3 separate regions of the Mus musculus genome follow, and all the other regions are linked to region 1. Evidence: chromatin contacts called from public Hi-C and Micro-C data. All regions are on one chromosome and are shown on one strand. Each heading gives the region's core, a stretch centred on a gene start, on an enhancer-like site or on the middle of the called end of the contact. The rest is flanking DNA. Distances are from core to core; before and after follow the strand shown. Region 1 holds the start of Trim44 (tripartite motif-containing 44). Region 2 overlaps Trim44 (tripartite motif-containing 44). Region 3 overlaps Trim44 (tripartite motif-containing 44).

Region 1 (2,907 bases), core at 196-2,695:
TCTCTTTCTCCTTCCCTTCTCCCCACCCCCACTCCTCTCAAAGATAGAATCTATGTTTCCTTGGCTGTCTTGGAACCCCTAAGTCGAAGGTACTAGCCTCCAACTAAGAGACCCACTGGTCTCTGCCTCGCAAGTGCTTGAGAGTGTGCATCACATGCCTAGCTATTTTCCATTCTGTAATCCACTTTCCTCTGCCCCACTAGAGCAAAATGTCCTCCTTTCTCTCTCAAATACATTTTTTTTTCTGTTACTGGAGAGACAACCATAGATGGTAGAGAAGGGGATGGCTACATTACCAGCAGCCCACCAAAAATGTCTTATGTTTAAGGTATGAAATGACCTTTGAAGTGTCATTGTCAGCATTATAAATTATGCTAAAATTAATAAAGCTTACTGATCACTTCTGTACAGACTCCTTTACATTTAATCCACAAATCCCCACGAAGGAGATATTGCTATTATTTCTATTTTACAGAGTTTGGTGTTTTTTGTTTGTTTGTTGTTGTTGTCTTTGGGGGGGGGTGGTTTTTAAAACAGAAAGATGAAGTAATTTGTCCATGATTACCAAACCTAAGTGGTGGCCTTAGGATTTGGGGACTCTAGTGGATAAAGTTCTAAAATCAGGCTTTGAAAACACCACAAGAAGATCTAGCACGGTCTGGGGCACTTTAACATTGTTTAATGTGTATCAACCGCTTTCCTTTCTCTTGGTGTCGGCTTGGAATCTAGAGTGACCAGTTAGTGACTGGGAGTTGGCATCTCACTTCAAAACTATGATCCCCCTCACCTCCCTTCACCTGACACAGCTATTACTCAGAGATTCTGAACCCCTAGGAGGCCGGGATGCAAATAGACTTTGCAAACACACAAGGCACAGTATTGCTTTGGATCAAAAATGTTGCGTGTTTGCTCAGTCAGACTGAGACCTCAGTAGCCTAGAAGAACACACACAGCCCTTTTGGGGGCTTTATGGAAATCCCAGGCGGGCAGGTTCGGTGTGATAAAGAGCCTTGGGGCCTTGGCCCCTTGAAAATCCGGGGGCTGTGATGGGGCGGGGACAGTGTCTCCAGAGTGACATAAGTCCGCAGGGACCGCAGGCTAGTGGTTTTCGGTCAGGTTGACACCTCCAGGGAGGGCGTGGGAGAGGCGGGGCCCGTCGCCCTGCTCTGCGAGGAGAGATTGCGCTCGAGCTTCTCCTTCCGGGGGGGATGCTCAGCCCCGCGGGAAAACGCAGAAAAGGGTCCTTGCCGCTTTAAGTGACTCAGGAAGTGAAAGGAGGCCGCTGACGGCGTGGGTAAAGTGGAACCGGGGCGGCGTGGGCCCGCGGCGGCCGCGATCTTGCCGGGCAACGGAGGCCGGGTTGCGCGGCGCAGGGGCCGACGGGGCGCAGGCTGCCGCGCCGGAAGTGGCGCGCGAGGGACGGGGCGCGGGCGCGGCGCGCGGCGAAGAGACCGAGCGGGCGCCAGGCCCAGCGCTGACGGCTGGCCGGGCCCTCAGGCCTCAGCAGCTGCAGACGCGGCGCGGCGCAGCGCAGCGGCGCGGCCCAGGCGGGGCGGCCGGCCAGACCCCGGGGGTAAGCGGGCCTGCGTGAGGAAGGCGCTCCGCGCTGAAGGCGGAGAGCACGCCAGCCGCTAGGCCTCGGCCTCGTCCCTGCAGCCACATGGCCTCCGGAGTGGGCGCGGCCTGCGAGGAGCTGCCTCCCGACGGCACGTGTGACGAGTGCGAACCCGACGAGGCGCCCGGGGCGGAGGAGGTGTGCCGCGACTGCGGCTTCTGCTACTGCCGCCGCCACGCCGACGCGCATCGCCAGAAGTTCCTCAGCCACCGCCTGGCTGCCTACGTCCATGGCGCCCAGGCCTGGACTCCGCCGGCCAGCGGGGGAGACGACGCGCTCCCCGAAGACGGCGAGGCCAAAGGGGAGGCCGAGGGGGAGGTAGAGAGCGAGGTCGGGGAAGAAGAGAGCGAGACGGAGGTAGACAGTGAGTCGGAAGAAGAGAGCGAGACCGAGGAAGACAGTGAGGATGAGAGTGACGAGGAGAGTGAAGAAGACAGCGAGGAAGAGATGGAGGATGAGCAGGAGAGCGAGGCGGAGGAAGACAACCAAGAAGGGGAATCAGAGGCAGAAGGAGAAACTGAGGCAGAAAGCGAATTTGACCCCGAAATAGAGATGGAAGCGGAGAGAGTGGCCAAGAGGAAGTGTCCAGACCATGGGCTGGATTTGAGCACCTATTGTCAGGAAGATAGGCAGCTCATCTGTGTCCTGTGTCCAGTCATTGGGGCTCACCGGGGCCACCAGCTGTCCACGCTGGACGAAGCCTTCGAAGAACTGAGAGTGAGTATCGGGCATTCAGACATGTCTAAGGGGAACAGGATCCCCGATTTCAGATAGCCTAGCTGTGACCACATTCATTTTCATGTATCAACAAGACGAGTCGCCATGTTGGAAGCCGTGCCTAGTCTACCATTTTGGTTGAAATTGTCAAGTTGTCAGTTCTCATCTGTGAACATACAAGAACACAGAAAATCTTGAGTATAGTTTCTGACAGTTTGCAAATTACTTCTCCCTGGAATTCAGATAGGCCATTCCTTGAGAACTGTGACGCCATTTAGGCCCATTTCTATACATGATCACCGTTGTTAGGATAAGTGTTTTGACTTAGGGCTCTTGCTATGGTAACTCAGCCCACTTGGAAAACATGAGAAAGAAACGGTGATTTTGACAAAACCAAGGAGCTGGTTCCTCTAGTAGAAGACTCGGAAAGTGGCGGTACAGGTGTTGTGGTGTGTGTCTTGAGTTGTCTTAGGTTCCTTGTTGTTTGAGACTTGGTAGGAAACAAGTATAGCTGGTAGGCTACATTGGTGTGGAGATGGAGGCTTTTATGTTCACTGGCTAGATTTGGATGTATT
Region 2 (2,801 bases), core at 287-2,786, 38 kb after region 1:
AATAGGCAGGGGGGGGGGGCTGAACTGGAGGGCTGAAGTGTGGGTCTGGGTGTCTACTGAAACCCACTGGAGGGAATGCTAAAGAGAGTAGGGGGTTTTCATAGGGAGGAGACACCGCCAGCTGTACTGTAGAAGGTAAGGGTAGTGTGGCTTCATTCAGAACCAGCTGCCTACCACTGTATGTAAGACCCAGAGATTAGGAGGGAGGAGAAGAAAATAAAACTGACTAGTGCGAGTATCCTGGATGCCTGCCTAAATGCCCTTACTTTGAACAGAGGTGGGAGGGCACATCAGCGTTTTATGGAAAAATAAGATAGATAGAAGGCAAATTATGTACTCAGACTATGCAAATTTGAACTCCAGCCATTTACTTGGGGCAGAGTTAATTTCTTTCCTTACCTCAGTTTCTTCATCTGTAAACTAAATAAAATGATAGCTTCCTCACAGTGAGGTACCTAGTGTGATGGCTAACTGAAGAAATACACACATCGAGCTTCTGATAGTCCTTAACACAAGAAAGACTGGGGTGTGTGTGTGCAAAACGTAGGCATGGTAAGGAGGAGTTAGTGGTGATTCAGCTTGAAGTGTGAGGCTTTAAGTACTAGAAAAGTACCCAGATAGAGAGGGTCATGCGTCAAGAGGAACACTAAGATGGGTTGCCTGGAGAGAAAATCCAGGCGTAAAGGGCCTTCTCCAAGGTTGTGATAATTGCATTCCAAAGATGGGATGAAATTGCTAAAGCAGAGTCTAGTGCTTCTCATTACTTGCAGCAATGTCCAGACACTTGATTGCCACAGCTGAGGTAGGGAGGATACTGCTGGCCATCATACAATGCCTTAGCATCTCCCAACAGCAAGGAATTACTACCTCTGAATGCCAGTGGTGCAGGGTTGAAAACTCTCAATCATAGTGATGTGTGAATAATGTGTGGCATTGCCAAGATGAAGTTGGTAATGAGGGAGCTAGAGAAGTGTCACAATTGTGAAAGAATTCAGACTAAGGGCATAGCTCCAATTCTATAGACAGTTCAGTGGGAAGCAATATGAAATTGGTGACTAATGTATTCCTTAATGGTGGGGAAGAAAGGGCTGCATGTATTACATGTCTTGATAAAGTTTGGTTAAAGCTAGGAGAGATGGGTGGTACTGATGGGCAGCATTAGCATAGGAAAAGGTTCTTCTGTGGTTTCTATACTTCTTATTTGTGCCGTGTCACCACAACTGCTGATTTGTACTCCATTCCCCTGAAGAGGGAAGCTGCTTATTTGGGTATCAAATGTGTTCAGAGACAAATCTGGATTGGTTTCAGTTTATACAGTTATATCATTTTAAAAGAAAACTATATTTGGGGTTTATTTTTTGTAAGAAAAAAATGAGTCTCTAAAATGTTTATTGACAGTCAAAGTCAGCTAGTTGTTCAGTTGTGAAAGGCAAGGCTGACTTAACATTCAGCGTCTCTGACCTTCCTCCTGTGGGTTTTCAGGGTAGAATGTGGCATGGAGCGGTTGTCACTGCTTTTGGAACAGGATGACTAGAGCTGAATCTTTGGCTTTACTGTTGTTACCAGCTGTGTAATGCTGCTTATTAGAGACAAGCACTCTATTACTGGGCTGTATCCCTACACGAAGACTTGAAACATCACTGTACTTAACGTCTTCTCAGATGTTCTCAACATCCCAGTGCAAAACCCAAGAAAGTCAGGCTTAAAACTAGGTTATGGGAATGGCTTTACTAAGAATGTTGATGATGGAATGTAGTTCAGAGTTCACATCTGCTGTGTTTCTAAACTGCTTGGTAATTTTCCCAGCCTAAGAAATGCTTTGTTGTTTAATTCATAAACAAGCTTTTTCAGTCATATATGAAAACATGGACTTGTGTGATCTTGACATTGAAAGAGGCCTACTTCTCTGGAATACATATTTATTTATTTAGGAGTACATCTTTATTAAGCCATATATATTATTATTATTGTTCTTTTTAATATGTCTTCTCTAATTAGTAAAAGGAAATAAAACCTTACTCTTCTATAGTTCAGCTAGCAAGGCGTTAATAGCTTCTAGTTCATGTCAGATACTTTGAGTGGATATTGTTTTTGAATACAAGCTTCTTTTTTTCTTTTCTTTTCTTTTCTTTTTTTTTTTTTTTTTTTTTCGGTTTTTTGAGACAGGGCTTCTCTGTGTAGCCCTGGCTTTCCTGGAACTCACTTTGTAGACCAGGCTGGCCTCAAACTCAGAAATCTGCCTGCCTCTACCTCCTGAGTACTGGGAATAAAGGGGTGAGCCACAACGCCTGGCTGAATACAAGCTTCTTAATTCAAGATTTTATGTGTTCAAATATGTGTATGTAAAGTGTCTGTGTCAGTGTACATACCTCTTGGATCTAGTCTAGCTAAGAAATATTAAATACAAGCACATAATAATATGTCATGGGATAAGATTTAACATCTTTAAGATGTAAAATCTTTATCCTGGTAAGGGACCTTAAGAGAACTGTCCTATTAAATATGGAAATAACTCAGTAAAAATTGCTAGATGCTAGAACTCCATTGCTAGATGTGATGGCGCATGCCTTTAATCCCAGCACTCAGGAGGTAGAAGCAGGCAGATTTCTTTGAGTTCTAGAACAGCCAGGTCTACGAAGAGACCTGCCTCAAATAAATTATCTAGAAGGACCTTGAGCAGTTCAAAAGTGATCAATAGAGACAGATATTATAGCAGAAAACATGTGTTACTGGACCAAACTTGACATTATGACTGTTCTTCCCCAGCGCTTCTCTTATTAACCTATAAAACAAGGTTGCCT
Region 3 (2,880 bases), core at 31-2,530, 59 kb after region 1:
ATGATAGGCTCCTGAATCAGTGTTTTCTCTAATTACTAACCACATTTTCACCATTTTGCACAGGCATTTGATTTGGACTCCAGATTTTCCACGGCACTTTGCCCCTTTATTCTCTAGCTCCTTGAAATCAAGGACAGTCACAGCTCTAGACCTTCTTTCTGCCAAAGAGAGTTCAACAAGACGATGCTAAAACACAAGAGCTTAGCAGAAATAATAGGAAGGTTCCATGGCTTAGCACATGGAATTTCTGTCCTGACAGAGCTTGATTAGGCTGAACATTTCCATTTTGTTATGGCCACATTCCGAAGTCACATTGATTAGAAAAGTGTGAGGATGCTTGCAGAGAAGTATGAGAGCCTGGCTTTCAAGTTTAACTAGGGATACTTTAATGTCATTTTGACAAAGCATGTAGTTTCTTTACTAGTAACTAAGATGTCAGGCTGTCTACCTCAAACCAGGCTGCAATGGATGTCAGCAGGATCCTCTTGGACCATGACTTGACAAAATCATTTTCAGTATTGTGTGCACTTGAGAGCATGTTCTAAATTGGCAAAAAGAGGGGAAAGGATTCATATTTTCTTCTTAACCTTTAAATCCATGCATGTTGGTTCCATTCAGCTTATTTGTGTTGAATTACCATTTGGCTCAGTCTATTCCAATTACCACTTCAGGGCAGACTGCCTTTGATCTAGAATTTCTTGCATTTGTGATGTACACTTTACAATTTCAACAAGCTGAAGAGAATTTTGTTCCAAAGTTTTCTGTGTTGCTGAGAGATTAAATGAGGGTTTGATGTGTAAAGGAAATGTACTTCTCCCTGCACAAAGAATGGCTAGGAGTCTAGGTCCCATATTCAGTTGTCCTCTATTGTGAAAGGAATAACAGAAATCCTATATCCTAGAGTCTCCTTGCTCTTGAGCTTTGACTTTCTGGGCTGTTCAATAGGAGTTAGCCAGATATTGTGCTTTTGTTTATGACTGTTCCTCACCAAGTCTTACTGTATAATTGTCTAGCAAATTAACAACAGTAGTAATTGTAGCTACTCTGCACTAAAGATTTAATGTCCAAGGTGTTTTATGTACATTTTCATTTAACCTCATGACCTATGATGTAGTATGAGGACTTAGGATAGGTGGTAGTAGTAGCAGTAGCAGCAGCAGCAGCAGCAGCAGCAGCAGCAGAATTAGGAAATGAGTATGATCTGTTTTCAGGGTTCATTTGGACTATCTGCAGGAGGTAAATTTGTGACCCTGTGTGAAAGCCTAGAGACTTCTCCCACAGTCCCCAGAGACTCACCTTGGTCTACTTCCTCTATCCTGCATTGTGACTCGCTGACGTGTAATTGCTCTAGCCTGTTTTCTGAAAGTGATTTCTCCTTAGCTACTGTCTCCAAACCTATCTGTTTAATCCTCACACAATACCTACCACACAATATCTCCTAAGCACCAACACCAAGAAGATTCTCTAGGGAGCTAAGCAAACCTTTGTTTAACATCACAGGATAGTTGCTTGTTGCTTGCTGTGTATTGACTATCCTTCAAATCATGATACATAGCCATGGCTGGCAAGGATCCTCAGTGGGTTTGGTAGAGCAAAAGTTTTAATATATAGAATATGAATATTAACTACTGTGGAGTCATCTTGTAAGACAGTCTCTTTGAAACCCAGAATGATTATTTCTTCTTCAAGCAAAAAAGCAATTTACACTTTCAGCCGCAATTTTCTGTCTTCTCTGTACTATTATGGGAGATCTGTGTTCCCTGCCTCACAGATTGTCTCCTTCTCTACCCCTGTTGAAGCCTGCTGAGAAGTAATATGTACTTGAGGAGAGGGGTGGCAGTATGATCTACTGGTGTGAAAGCGATCGTTTTGTGGGAGGCAGTGAGAGAGAGAAAAAGACCCTTAAACTCTTGTGCTTGGAGAAAAAGGAGCAAGATCAGGATTAAATTTTGATTTGCTTTTGGGTGTTTTGTTTTGTTTTTGTTTTTTGAGATTTTTTTTTTCTCTTTAAACTAAGAGAAAAATGACTTTTTAATAATATCAACTATACAGGGAACTTCTGTAGAATTTTCATCTTCAAAGTTGGCTGTTATTCAATCATAAATCGCCTGTTGAGATTGTGAATGCGAGCCATACTGCTTATATGATCAAACAGGAAGTTTGTTTGGAAGGAGTGAGAACAAGAGCATTGACCTACCTCTTCTCTTGTTCCTGTGACCAACGGTGTGGCCTTGGTCAAGCCATGTAACCTGTGTACTCTTACTTCTATTTAAATACCAGCCTCCCTACGGTACCTTTACCAAGTTACTGTACCTTTACCAAGTTAGCTTTTCGTAGGCGGTTTTCCATTGCTGCAACAAAGTACCTGACATAAATAGTTTGTGGCCCATGTGAAAGCCTAGAGAATTCACATTCACAGTTCTCAGAAGGTCACTTTAGTCTATTTCCTCTAACTTATATATGAAGAAAATTATTTTTTCCTCCTATGTAGTTTCAGAAATTTTAATCCATGATCATTGAGTATTTAGTCCTTGGACCTGTGATAAGACAGTACATCGTGGAAAGTGGTAGATAGTAAAAGTGGCTAGAAGTCAAAATATCAGAGCTAGACTCTGATGGCTTTTCAAGGCCATTCTTCAGTAGGCCACACACTGCTGCCCAGCAGTGCCAAAGTTAGTAGCCAAGCCTCTAGCACATAGTCTTTGGGCAATATTTATTAATCTTAGCTGTGTATATCTTTTAATTAGTAATTTTTAAAATTGTAAATCTCAGTGTTGTTTCTTTAGTAGCCGCAGTGGTTAAGGAAGAGGAGGCCATGGGTCTGTGGGTATCAGGACAAAGATGTCTGTTCTGTTCTTGCATTTGCAGAGGTCTCAAAGT

Evidence for each region. Hi-C and Micro-C count contacts between places; a contact is called where the count stands out from the background.
Region 2: a Micro-C map of the G1E-ER4 cell line shows a contact between it and region 1, with 2.7 times the contacts expected there. The contact joins the enhancer-like site here to the promoter of Trim44 in region 1. A contact is called at or near these places in 1 of 39 promoter capture datasets (macrophages), 1 of 15 datasets of contacts at CTCF or cohesin (CD8 T cells), 6 of 484 Hi-C or Micro-C datasets (CD8 T cells, the G1E-ER4 cell line, liver and 2 more), 5 of 115 datasets of contacts at active chromatin or transcription factors (CD8 T cells, the SCID.adh cell line, cardiomyocytes and 2 more) and 3 of 9 other capture datasets (adipose tissue, liver and pancreatic islet).
Region 3: a Hi-C map of B cells shows a contact between it and region 1, with 1.4 times the contacts expected there. The contact joins the enhancer-like site here to the promoter of Trim44 in region 1. A contact is called at or near these places in 4 of 484 Hi-C or Micro-C datasets (B cells, the G1E-ER4 cell line, liver and 1 more), 3 of 115 datasets of contacts at active chromatin or transcription factors (a beta-TC-6 cell line, cardiomyocytes and embryonic stem cells) and 3 of 9 other capture datasets (adipose tissue, liver and pancreatic islet).

Annotation. Positions count from the first base shown.
Region 1 is chr2:102,399,438-102,402,344 of GRCm38.p6, reverse strand. It overlaps Trim44 (tripartite motif-containing 44), which reads left to right and starts at 1,445. Exons shown (of 5, transcript NM_020267.2): 1 at 1,445-2,332. The coding sequence starts at 1,661.
Region 2 is chr2:102,361,451-102,364,251 of GRCm38.p6, reverse strand. The region is part of intron 2 of Trim44 (tripartite motif-containing 44); the gene reads left to right. Among named protein-coding and RNA genes, the nearest start is that of Gm52521, 3.4 kb to the left of the region's middle. Within about 2 kb of position 1,536, at least 10 of the 459 cell types and tissues checked have an H3K27ac peak or open chromatin away from gene starts, as enhancers often do. A contact at or near this core is called in the G1E-ER4 cell line and adipose tissue, where this site is marked.
Region 3 is chr2:102,340,016-102,342,895 of GRCm38.p6, reverse strand. The region is part of intron 4 of Trim44 (tripartite motif-containing 44); the gene reads left to right. Among named protein-coding and RNA genes, the nearest start is that of Gm52521, 25 kb to the left of the region's middle. Within about 2 kb of position 1,280, at least 13 of the 459 cell types and tissues checked have an H3K27ac peak or open chromatin away from gene starts, as enhancers often do. A contact at or near this core is called in B cells, where this site is marked.